Regions from separate parts of the Ovis aries genome. Here region 1 is linked to region 2. The links are chromatin contacts, called in public Hi-C maps. All regions are on one chromosome and are shown on one strand. Each heading gives the region's core, a stretch centred on a gene start, on an enhancer-like site or on the middle of the called end of the contact. The rest is flanking DNA. Distances are from core to core; before and after follow the strand shown. Region 1 has its middle 85 kb from the start of FAM107B. Region 2 overlaps FRMD4A (FERM domain containing 4A).

Region 1 (5,226 bases), core at 2,519-5,018, 720 kb after region 2:
CAACCCTCAGCAGGCCCTGGCCCTGTGCTTCTGTGGAGGGCATCTGTGCTTGACCTCCAAATCTGTGTGCCTGCAGTGAAGGCAGACTGCTTTCATAACCATTCAATTTCATACACAGCCTAGCAAAAAGAAAAATATTTCTCACTAACTACACATTGCCTTAAATTCCCACTCTTATGGTTCTATTTCACAGAAATTTATGTTTGGGAGGCATGATGAGTGACCCCTATGGACAGGTGCTTTTTTTCCTTTATTTTCAGGGCCCAGAAATTGGTTTTGACAACCACCAAGGGATCTGACAGGGAGGCCTGGCATGCTGCATTCCATGGGGTCGCAGAGTCGGACACGACTGAGCGACTGAACTGAACTGAACTGAAGGAAGAGATCCAAAGCTTTGGAGCCTGAAGTAGAGGATATCTCTTTTAATTCCCTTGAGAGGCCATCTAAACTCATCCATTATATTTACAATTCATTTAATAATCTCATTTTATGGGAAAAGATGTGATGTGCTATTCCACATGAATTAGCACAACTCAATTTTTTATTCCAGATACAAACAGAATCTTGATCTTTAAGATCCTAATACCACAAACACAGCCTCAGGTTACTGATGACCTTAGTGCTGGGTGCAATGGAAACCTGTTACTGTTTTTCCACTCAAAATTAACAGAATAACAAGCTGGGGGAAAAGCCTCCAGATCCAGGGATCCTGAAAGTATGGTCAGGAAAGAGCACTAATGAAAGCGTGGATGCTGGACATCCATTCATTCATTCAGTGTGATTCAGTGAGTCCCCACCAGTGGCTCAGTCCCCACCAGTGGCTCCGTCCCCACCAGTGGCTCCTACCACACTAGGCACTGGTGCTGCAGAATAACATGGGGTATGTCCAATGTCTGGAGGGAAATAACTAAGACAGTCTGTTATTAGAATGAATTTAAATCTTACTTACTAGTTATTTATTCATTCCCTTACATGGTGCTCTTTTCGAAGAGACATATCCATCCTATTAAAATAACAGTAAAACCCCTTATAGAAGAAGCTGATGGAAATAAGACGCTGTTGCATGGACTTTACCTCCCCAAATGATACACTGAAGGTCCCACTTCGAAATTTCTAGTAGGAGCATCCCAAAGTACTTCTTCCTCTGAGAACAGCGGAGAGTCCGGTTTTCAAGGGCCTCACACTCCAGTGCCCCCAGAGCCCTCACGGACAGACAAATCTCTGTCATGTTTAACGCAGACATAAAAATGGAGATTAGGGCCAAAAGAAATTACAAAGTGAAAGTGAAGGGTAATTTATTATGCACGGGCTCTCCTCCCCTTATAACCTCCGTTTGTTCCATTTTTATAGGGATCTGGGCTTTTAAGTGAATTCCAAATAAAATCTCCTATCAACAGATGCTTGTACTCGAGCAGCCTCCCAATAAGCGGCCAGTAAAAGGAGATGAAGATAAGGGGGTCTGGGGTTTGCATGGACAGATGTGGTAAGGCCAATATACATCCTACAGATTTATTACAATGGTTGCCAGTGCTATTGATTTAAACAAGTAACAGGTGAAGCAAATCTAATCTAATTCCTTTTGCTGCAATGTGAATGCACCCTAATTATCTTACCTTTGTTCCTCAGAACAAATTGTATTCACTCCACTGCGTATTGGCAGTTGCTAGAACCCACAGGGAGAGCTGGTTAATAGGCAAGATAGTACTGCAGGGCAGAGGGAGAGAGGCCTGCTCAGAGGTGAAACTAGAGAACCTTTCTTCAAGACCATCATATTGTGAAAGCTCCTGGCTTCTTTCTTCTTCCCAGATATGCTGGTGTCCACTTCCTAGGGGACCAAGGTTTTTCTTACAGAACCAATCGTTAGGTTTAACCGAAATGTTGTCATTGAAAAAAAAGGGACTGTGGAATATTTCATACTAAGAAGAGTATGTACAGAATGTCTGTGTTGTAAATAATTATAAAGCAAACACTCATGCTCCCATGACCAGGTTCATTCAAAAAGATACATGCCCCCCCAGTGTTTATAGCAGCCCTATTTACAATAGCCAAGCGCATAACATTATTTAAGAAAATGTTGTTTTTTTAATGTTATAATTTCTCCCTGATTCCAAATTATTTCATATAAAGCAATTTTCATTTGCAGTCACAAAAGGCATTAAGGTTACTCGTTTTTGAGTCTAGAACTATTATTCAGGAAGATCAGATAAATATGATGAAATGAGAGAAAGTGAAGACCAGAGAAAGAGGAAGACAATCTATTTAGAGAACAAGGGATGTAGTTTCTATTGTCAAAGACTATATAAATCACATTTTGTCACACAGCACTCCCCCCCCTCAAAAAAAGACTCCAGATTTCACCTATCTAACTAATCCTCTAAAAAGAGAAAATTGGCTGCTGCCATAGGGAGCCATCCTTTGGAACTTACTTTTGACAACACACTGCACTCTTTAGTACTTTCCATTAATTAGATTTTTAAAAAAATAACTATTTATTTTTCTGCACTGGTCTCAGTTGTGGCATGCGGGGATCTTTAGTTGTGGAGTGTGAACCCTTAGTTTCAGGATGTGGGAGCCAGTTCCCTGACCAGGAATCAAACTCGGGCCCACCTGGCATCGGGAGTGTGAAGTCTTAGCCACTGGACCACCAGGAAGTCCCTCTTTGTTAGATTTTTAATTACAAGGGCAATTTACATTCATATTTCTCCACAATGCCCACAGACTTCTGATAATTTAGGCCAGCTCCAATTTATAGCCAAGGAAACCGCTTTCTAAAATCAATTAAATGACTCTAAGCAATGAGGCTGCAGAGCCAAGGTCTGAATCTAAGAACCCTAGGATTTGAAGGAATCCCAGAAATCATTCGGGGAACTCCTTGTTCCACTGAGAAGTTTAATAAGGAACAGTCAGTGAGGGGCAGAGCCCCAGACAGAACCAAGTGCATGAATCCGAGACCAGGGTCCTACCCATTTCCTGGTGAGGTAAAGGATGAAGAAAAAACTTTTCTCCCAGTCCAAGTCACTTCAATGAAGCTACTTGGAGCTCTGTCAGTAGGGTCAAGGTTGCCTTTAAAACAAACAAACAAACAATTTTGCTGCACCGGGTCTTAGTTGCGGCATGTGGGACCTAGTTCCCTGACCAGGGATTGAACCCAGGTCCCCTGCATTGGCAACACAGAGTCCCAGCCAGTGGACCACCAGGGAATTCCCTCAAGGTTGCCTTTGTGCAAAGTCTGTGTCAGGATAGTTTCAAGTCTCTTTCTCAGTAAGTAACACAAGCACTTCCCCAGATAGTGAACCCTGGTTAAAATGGCAGAAGCCATCCTGAATTGTAATACTAAAATCAAGACCAAGAAATGCTCAGGCACAAGCGAACATTTCATCTCCTATATCTGTTTGCATTTTATAAAGGCATTTTAAAAGCATCTGCTGACTTCTGATTCTCTGAGGTTTTCCAGCATGCAGGGCACTCTCTCCTGAGCTATTCATTTCCTGCCATTCAGCAAACCTGTGTTTCGTTCAGGCTGCTACAGGTGTGGATGAGATCCTGGTCACATGTCCAGGGAGGCAAATGAGTATGAACTCCGCCACACGTGATAAGGCTTGACCCAAGCAGGGGCCCTTCCAGGGCTGGGGGTGGCCAGAGCAGGGCCATGGATGTGAGGGGCAGTCTGGTGGTGCTCAGGACCTCTGAGCTGCCTCATGAGTAATTGATGAGATTTCACTAGACGGCCCACACACCCGATGTGAGCAGAGGTGCAGAAGCCGGAAGCTAGGTGGCAGTGTGGCACAGAAGCCAAGGACACTGGCTCTGCCATAAGTGGGACCTGGGTCTGAGCTCCAGGGACCTGCTCTTTACAAGCTGTGCAGCCTCAGGCCAGTTCCTTGGCTCCTCCCTGCCTTGGTTTCCCCATCGATAAGCAGAGGGTAGTGACAGGAGCTCTTGGGCTGTGGCAAAGATGAACAGATAAAGCACTTACTTGGCAGTGCGCCTGATGCCCAGCCAAGGCCACCTGCTATGAGTTCAAAACACCGGAAGCAGCTTGATGGAGCGGCCGGAAGAGAGAAACGTCCGGAACAGAGAAACTGGACTTTATTATATTGAACAAGGAGCCGGTTTCTGAGCAAGGCAGTGATGTCCAGATTCGTGTTTCAGAAAAGAATGTTAGTATTAGGAAAGGAAAAAGGCTGGAAGCCAAGAATGGAGGAAGGAGTCCCTTGAAAAATGGTTCTATGGCTTGTTCATTTTGCGTGTCGGTCTATTTCCTCCTGGGTCCCTGGTTCCCGGATGGCAGTCCCCCACCCCCAACCTCCTTCCTCACGAGGGATCCAGGGCTGGTACTCAGCAGGCTCCACCACGGATTGGTCGGACTAATGAATGAAAGGGTGAAACTGTGCTCCTCGGACTCGCTGTAGACTGAAAAGGGTTGGGTAGCCCTTTTCATCAGTTTACAGATGAGAAACACTGCGCATCCGGAGGCCCAGGGACTCACCTACCACCCCACAGGAAAAGGGGCTATGGGACCAGGAGAGAGAGGCTCTGCTCTCTGTGCCGGAGGCTAGCGCGTCAGCTGGACGTGCTTGACTTCCATTAGACACCTCAGATCAAGAACAGAAAACAGATATCCTGAAAAAAAAAAATCTTAGGGCCAACAGGGGAAATAATACTAAATTCATTAATTAATTTCAATTCTAACTAAAAACTTAAAGTTCTGCTGATGCACAGTAGAGGGCAGCATCTTGCATCTTTAAAAAAATTTTTTTGTTGTTTTTTTCTTTCTTTCTAAGCTGTGCCACAGAGCCTGTGGGAACCCTAGTTCCCCAACCAGGGATGGAACCCATGCCCCCTGCACTGGAAGCAGAGTCGCAGCCACTGGACCACCAGGGTAGTCCGTTGCATCACTTTTGAGGGCAGTAATAGCAGCAGTCAGCCCCCTCCTTGGTGGGTCTATAGAGACTGCGCCCTAAGCCAGGGCTTGATTTTTATTATTTCATTTACGCCTCATGACCACTCAGTTCTGCAGATTAAAACAGCCTAGCAGAAAGGATCAAATTTAGAAGCCTGAGGCCGCCAGCCTTCCTCTCGCCAGAGTGGACGTGCACAGAGGTTCCATGTGACTGCCTTGCCTTGTCACTGAAGATGACCCCCAGGGAAGCCTCGATTTCTAGAAGCATCTGAATTAGGGTCCTGCCATGGTGAGAAGGGGCAGTAGGGACAGAGGCATCCCTG
Region 2 (4,667 bases), core at 586-3,085:
TGGGTCTTTGCTGCTGCATGAGTTTTTCTCTAGTTGCAAGAGCAGGGGCAACTCTCTAGTTGCAGCTCGCAAGCTTCTCATTGCACTGGCGTCTCTTGTTTGGAGCACGGGCTCTGGGGTGCGAGAGCTTCAGTAGGTACTGCACCACATGGGCTCAGCAGTTGCGGCTCCTGAGCGCTGCACAGGCTCAGCAGCTGTGGTGCACTGGCTTAGTTACTCTGCAGCATAAGGGATCTTCCCAGATCCGGGGTCGAACCCATGCCTCCTACACTGGCAGGCAGATTCTTTACCACTGAGCCACCAGGGAAACCCTACTCCAGCATTCTTGCCTGGAGAATTCCGTGGACAGAGGAGTTTGGAGGATTCCGTGGACAGAGGAGTCTGGCAGGGTACCAAACCCCAGGTCCCAGTCTATCCCTCTCCCTTCCTGCCTCCCCCTTGGCAGCCACAAGTCTGTCCTCTATGTCTTGTGAGTCTGTTTCTGTTCCACAGATGAGCTCCTTTTGTGTCACAGCTTAGATTTCACATAAAAGTGATATATATGGCCCTTGTCTTCCTTTTTCTGAGTTACTTCACATAGTATGATAATCTCTAGTTTCATCCATATTGCTGCAAATAGCATTATTTTGTCCTTTTTATGGCTGAATAGTATTCCACTGTATATATAACATGTAAGTTTCTATGAGTGAAAAGGTCTGATTTTCAACTGTTCTCCTCTCCATACACCACTGTTGGGAGTTCTTATTGGACAGTGAAATGAGTGACAAAGACATGTGGGAGGGAGGAAAAAAAAAATAAATGATTTCCCAGACCATTTATAATGTTTAGGGGTCCTTACACTCCACACGGGCCCCTGCCCCTCTACCCCTTCTCTCAGTGTGAACATGCAAAGCTGTTCACAGAGATATGCTGATGACTTTGAATCCTAGAGCCAGGAGAGCAGCAGAGGCTTCTGGAATTTGCCAGTGAGTGACCTTAGTTCTGTAATAATTATGAACCTAAAGCTGTTGGGTCTGAAATAACTTGATTTTCAAAACAATGCCTTATGTCTCGATCCCAGTCATTTTAATACTTGACAATTAAGGAGTGAAGACATTCTGTCCCACCTCCTCCCGATTTTTTCTTCAACAGCATATTAAGCAAAACATTACAATTCCCTTTCCAGCTCTCTAATGATGAGAAACTGAAATGAGAGGGCAAGTGTTATGCCTTTTGAGGTAGCATTTGTTCTCTGGCTTCACAAGAGACAGGAAGGTGGAGGAAATAACTATATTCTGAGGTGGAGGGGAAAAAAAAATCACTTCTCTTTGACAGAAACTGGAAAGCAGTTTCCTGTTAACCTTTATCACCAAGAAACAGCCTGGGAAACCCGGTGAGTTCCAGGGCTGTCTTATTATTGTTCTGTAATCCTGGATATTTAATTCATCCTGGACTTTCCATCTGTGCTAGGGAGCTGGTGAGTCAACAGTGCCCAGAGGAAAACAGACCTTGGACATCTCAATCCCACGCCAAGGCCCAGCACACGCTCGGAGAGAACTTCTAGGGAAATGGGGAAGGTTGACAGTGTCTGTTCAAAGTGGAGATCCCAGTTCTGTTCTTTTGGGCTTTCCTGGTGGCTCAGATGGTAAAGAATCTGCCTGCAATGCAGGAGACCTGGGTTTGATCCCTGGGTTGGGAAGATCCCCTGGAGAAGGGAATGGCTACCCATTCCAGTATTCTTGCCTGGGAAATCCCATGGATAGAGAAGCCTGGCAAGCTACAGTCCACGGGGTGGCAGAGTCCGGCACAGCTGAGCGACTAACACTTATCTGCTCTGGTTTTTCCTGAGAACTTTGTAAAAGGTCCTCCTTTGAGGCTCTAGATGGCGATGTTGCACTTCCTTACCTACCAGTGCGGACTGTCAGTGTTAGAGCGGGTTCACAAAAAACATTCCAGGTCTCCGGGTAAACCTAAGGAAACGGATGACGTCTCTCGTATTCAGAGGGTCTGTGTGGATGATTCCAAGTCTGATTCTGTATTAACCGAGGGGTCTGGATGCCTTGACATCTGGGGTCTTGCTTACCCTGTGGGCAATCCAATGCCTACAACCCCTTTCCTCGCCTGCCCCGGGAATTTCACACTCCAGGCTGCTATTCACCTTAATTATCTCAGAGCCAAGAAGTGGATAAATTGGGAGAGTCCACATACCCCCAGAGGCTGCTGAAGTTATTCAAACTAGCCAGTCCTAAGCCTGCTTATGGCGCCCGATCTATTCCTGCAGAAACCACAGTAACGGCTCTTGCCCACAGATATCTCACTCCCTCTGCTTCCTGGCTGAGCCCGGGGCTTCCCCAGGTGCTTTACTCTGCTGGGAACCTCTCCTCTTGGGAATCAACTAGCAGCCTCTCTTTTCAATGTTAGTCATTTCCTTATCTGTTGGCCCCAAGTACCTGAATAATAATAAGGCCTACACTCTAAAACAGGTTCTTCATGGGAACTTCCCTGGTGGTTTGGAGATTAAGAATCTGCCTTCCAATGCAGGGGATGCAGGTTTAACCCCTGGTTGGAAACCTAAGATCCCACATGCTTTGGGACAACTAAGCCAGTGAACCACAACCAGAGAAACCCACATGCCATAACAAAGATCCCACGTGCTGCAACTAAGACCCAATGCAGCCAAATAAATAAATATTTTTTCAAAAAACCTAAAACAGGTTCTTCAGCACATTTAATAGGGCTGAATCTTTTTCTTTATTCTCCCATGCGGTGCAGCTTGTGACATCTTAGTTCCCTGCCCAGGCACTGAACCCAGGCCCCGGGCAGTGAAAGCACCAAGTCCTAACCACTGGACTGCCAGGGAATTCCCAGTAGGACTGAATCACAGGGCTTCTTTTTGAGTCAAAGGAAACAGTGCTCTGGGCCACAGGCAAACCTGGCTCAGTACCATGACTGATGCCACACACAACCTGACCCAGATGATGCTAGTCTGAGGATATTTTATCAGATGGTCTGAAGTAGGAATATGTATGTGCTACGCTAGTACATGTCTGAGTGTATTCAATACTCAAGGCTCTGGAGCCTTCGGGGAGTCTGGTCCCCTTAACCTGTAGAAGCCTCAGGTGGCGGCAGACTGAACACCACTCTGCAGGATGACATCAGCTAGGGGCTCCTACGGGCCCCCTCGCTCCTCCTCTTCCCTCTCACATCCCCACTTGGCACTTGGGAATCACTGACTATTTACGGCAAGTGTTAATTAAATGGCCCAATGATTTCATTTCGTCATGAACACAAATGTCACATTTGGAAAGCTGGCTTTTGGTAGCAAAAAGGAGCGATAGTAATGAGAAGGATAATTAATACTGCTGTGAGTTTCTGCAGCCAAGTATCTCTGATGTTGAGAATTTCAACAGCGCTGAGAATCCTAACTGGGACACCCAGTTGAGATCTAGCAAGTTCTGGTTAGCAGACACCTCCTTTTAGGTCCACACCATCGTCGTTGCTGTGAGTGACAGGAACCAGCACTTGCTGTCTTAATCAGCCCGGAAAGATACCAACAGGCAGGTCGTGAACTCGGCTATAATGTCCCCCCTCCCAGATGACAGCTTCCTGGCATCTCCTCTCTTTTCTTTTTCTTCTCTGTAGCTCACTTTAGTTTATTGTTTGTGAAACTCTGGGTTTGAAGAGACACATCTAATTTCTACTTATTTTCCTACAAACAGGGTCGATGACCAGAGCTCCAAGAACACTTGGCTGGAGAATACACAATGAAAGGAACACCCAGACATGGAGGAATTATCCTGAGCACAAACTCAACTCCATTAGAAAAAAAAAAAAAGAAAAAAAGAAGGGGACTTCCCTGGCAGTCCAGTGGTAAAGATTCTGTGCTTCCAACGGAGGCACCATGGGTTCAATCCCTGACCGTAGATGAGATCCCACCTGTCTCGTAGTCAAAAAAAAAAAAAAAAAAAAACAAAAAACGAAAAAGGACAGAGCGACTTCTTTGGGTGAGTAGGCATATTTTTCCTTCTATCTTTTCTTGAACTATTTCTTTTTTTTCGTAATTGTGCTTGGTTGTTCTGGGTCTTTGTTGCTGTGTGTGGGCTTTCTCCAGCGGTGGCAAGTAGGGGCTACTCCCCAGTTGCAGTGCACAGCTTCTCATTGTGGTGGCTTCTCTTGTTGCAGAGCAGTCTCTAGGCACATGGGCTTAGCTGCCCTGTGGTATATTGGGACTTTCCGGACCAGGGATCAAACGAACCAGTGTCCCCTGCACTGCAAGGCGAATTCTTGACTGCTAGACCACCAGGGAAACCCTCTTGACCTATTTATTAAGTTTGACTGGTGGTCCCTACCAGAGGGTCACTGCTCTCAATTTGGGGAGCTTGCCTCATGGCATTAAACAATGATCTTGTCATTGAATGTGATCTTTGTCAAACACTGATCCCTGGGAGGCTTGTAGAGGATGTGTGAGGCATCAGGGGATGGGGAGAGATGAGGCTGGAGAGGCATGCACAAGTCAGGTCACCCAGGACAAGTGAGGGCAGCCTTAGCACGATAATGCATTGGGGGTCAAACGACAATCCTAGAAAGGTGCTCAGTGACAACATATAGAAGAGGGTGGGAGGGGCCAAGACCTGAAGCAGAGATGAACAAGGAGATTTCAGGATCAGCTGAGACTTATGAAGGTCCTA

Evidence for each region. A called contact is a pair of places that touch in the nucleus more often than the background predicts.
Region 1: a Hi-C map of hypothalamus shows a contact between it and region 2, with 5 times the contacts expected there. The contact joins two enhancer-like sites. A contact is called at or near these places in 2 of 16 Hi-C or Micro-C datasets (hypothalamus and liver).

The regions. Positions count from the first base shown.
Region 1 is chr13:28,550,818-28,556,043 of ARS-UI_Ramb_v3.0, forward strand. No RefSeq gene overlaps it. Among named protein-coding and RNA genes, the nearest start is that of FAM107B, 85 kb to the right of the region's middle. Within about 2 kb of position 3,769, at least 3 of the 54 cell types and tissues checked have an H3K27ac peak or open chromatin away from gene starts, as enhancers often do. A contact at or near this core is called in hypothalamus, where this site is marked.
Region 2 is chr13:27,834,981-27,839,647 of ARS-UI_Ramb_v3.0, forward strand. All of the region lies in intron 5 of FRMD4A (FERM domain containing 4A), which reads right to left. Among named protein-coding and RNA genes, the nearest start is that of TRNAE-CUC, 170 kb to the right of the region's middle. Within about 2 kb of position 1,836, at least 11 of the 54 cell types and tissues checked have an H3K27ac peak or open chromatin away from gene starts, as enhancers often do. A contact at or near this core is called in hypothalamus, where this site is marked.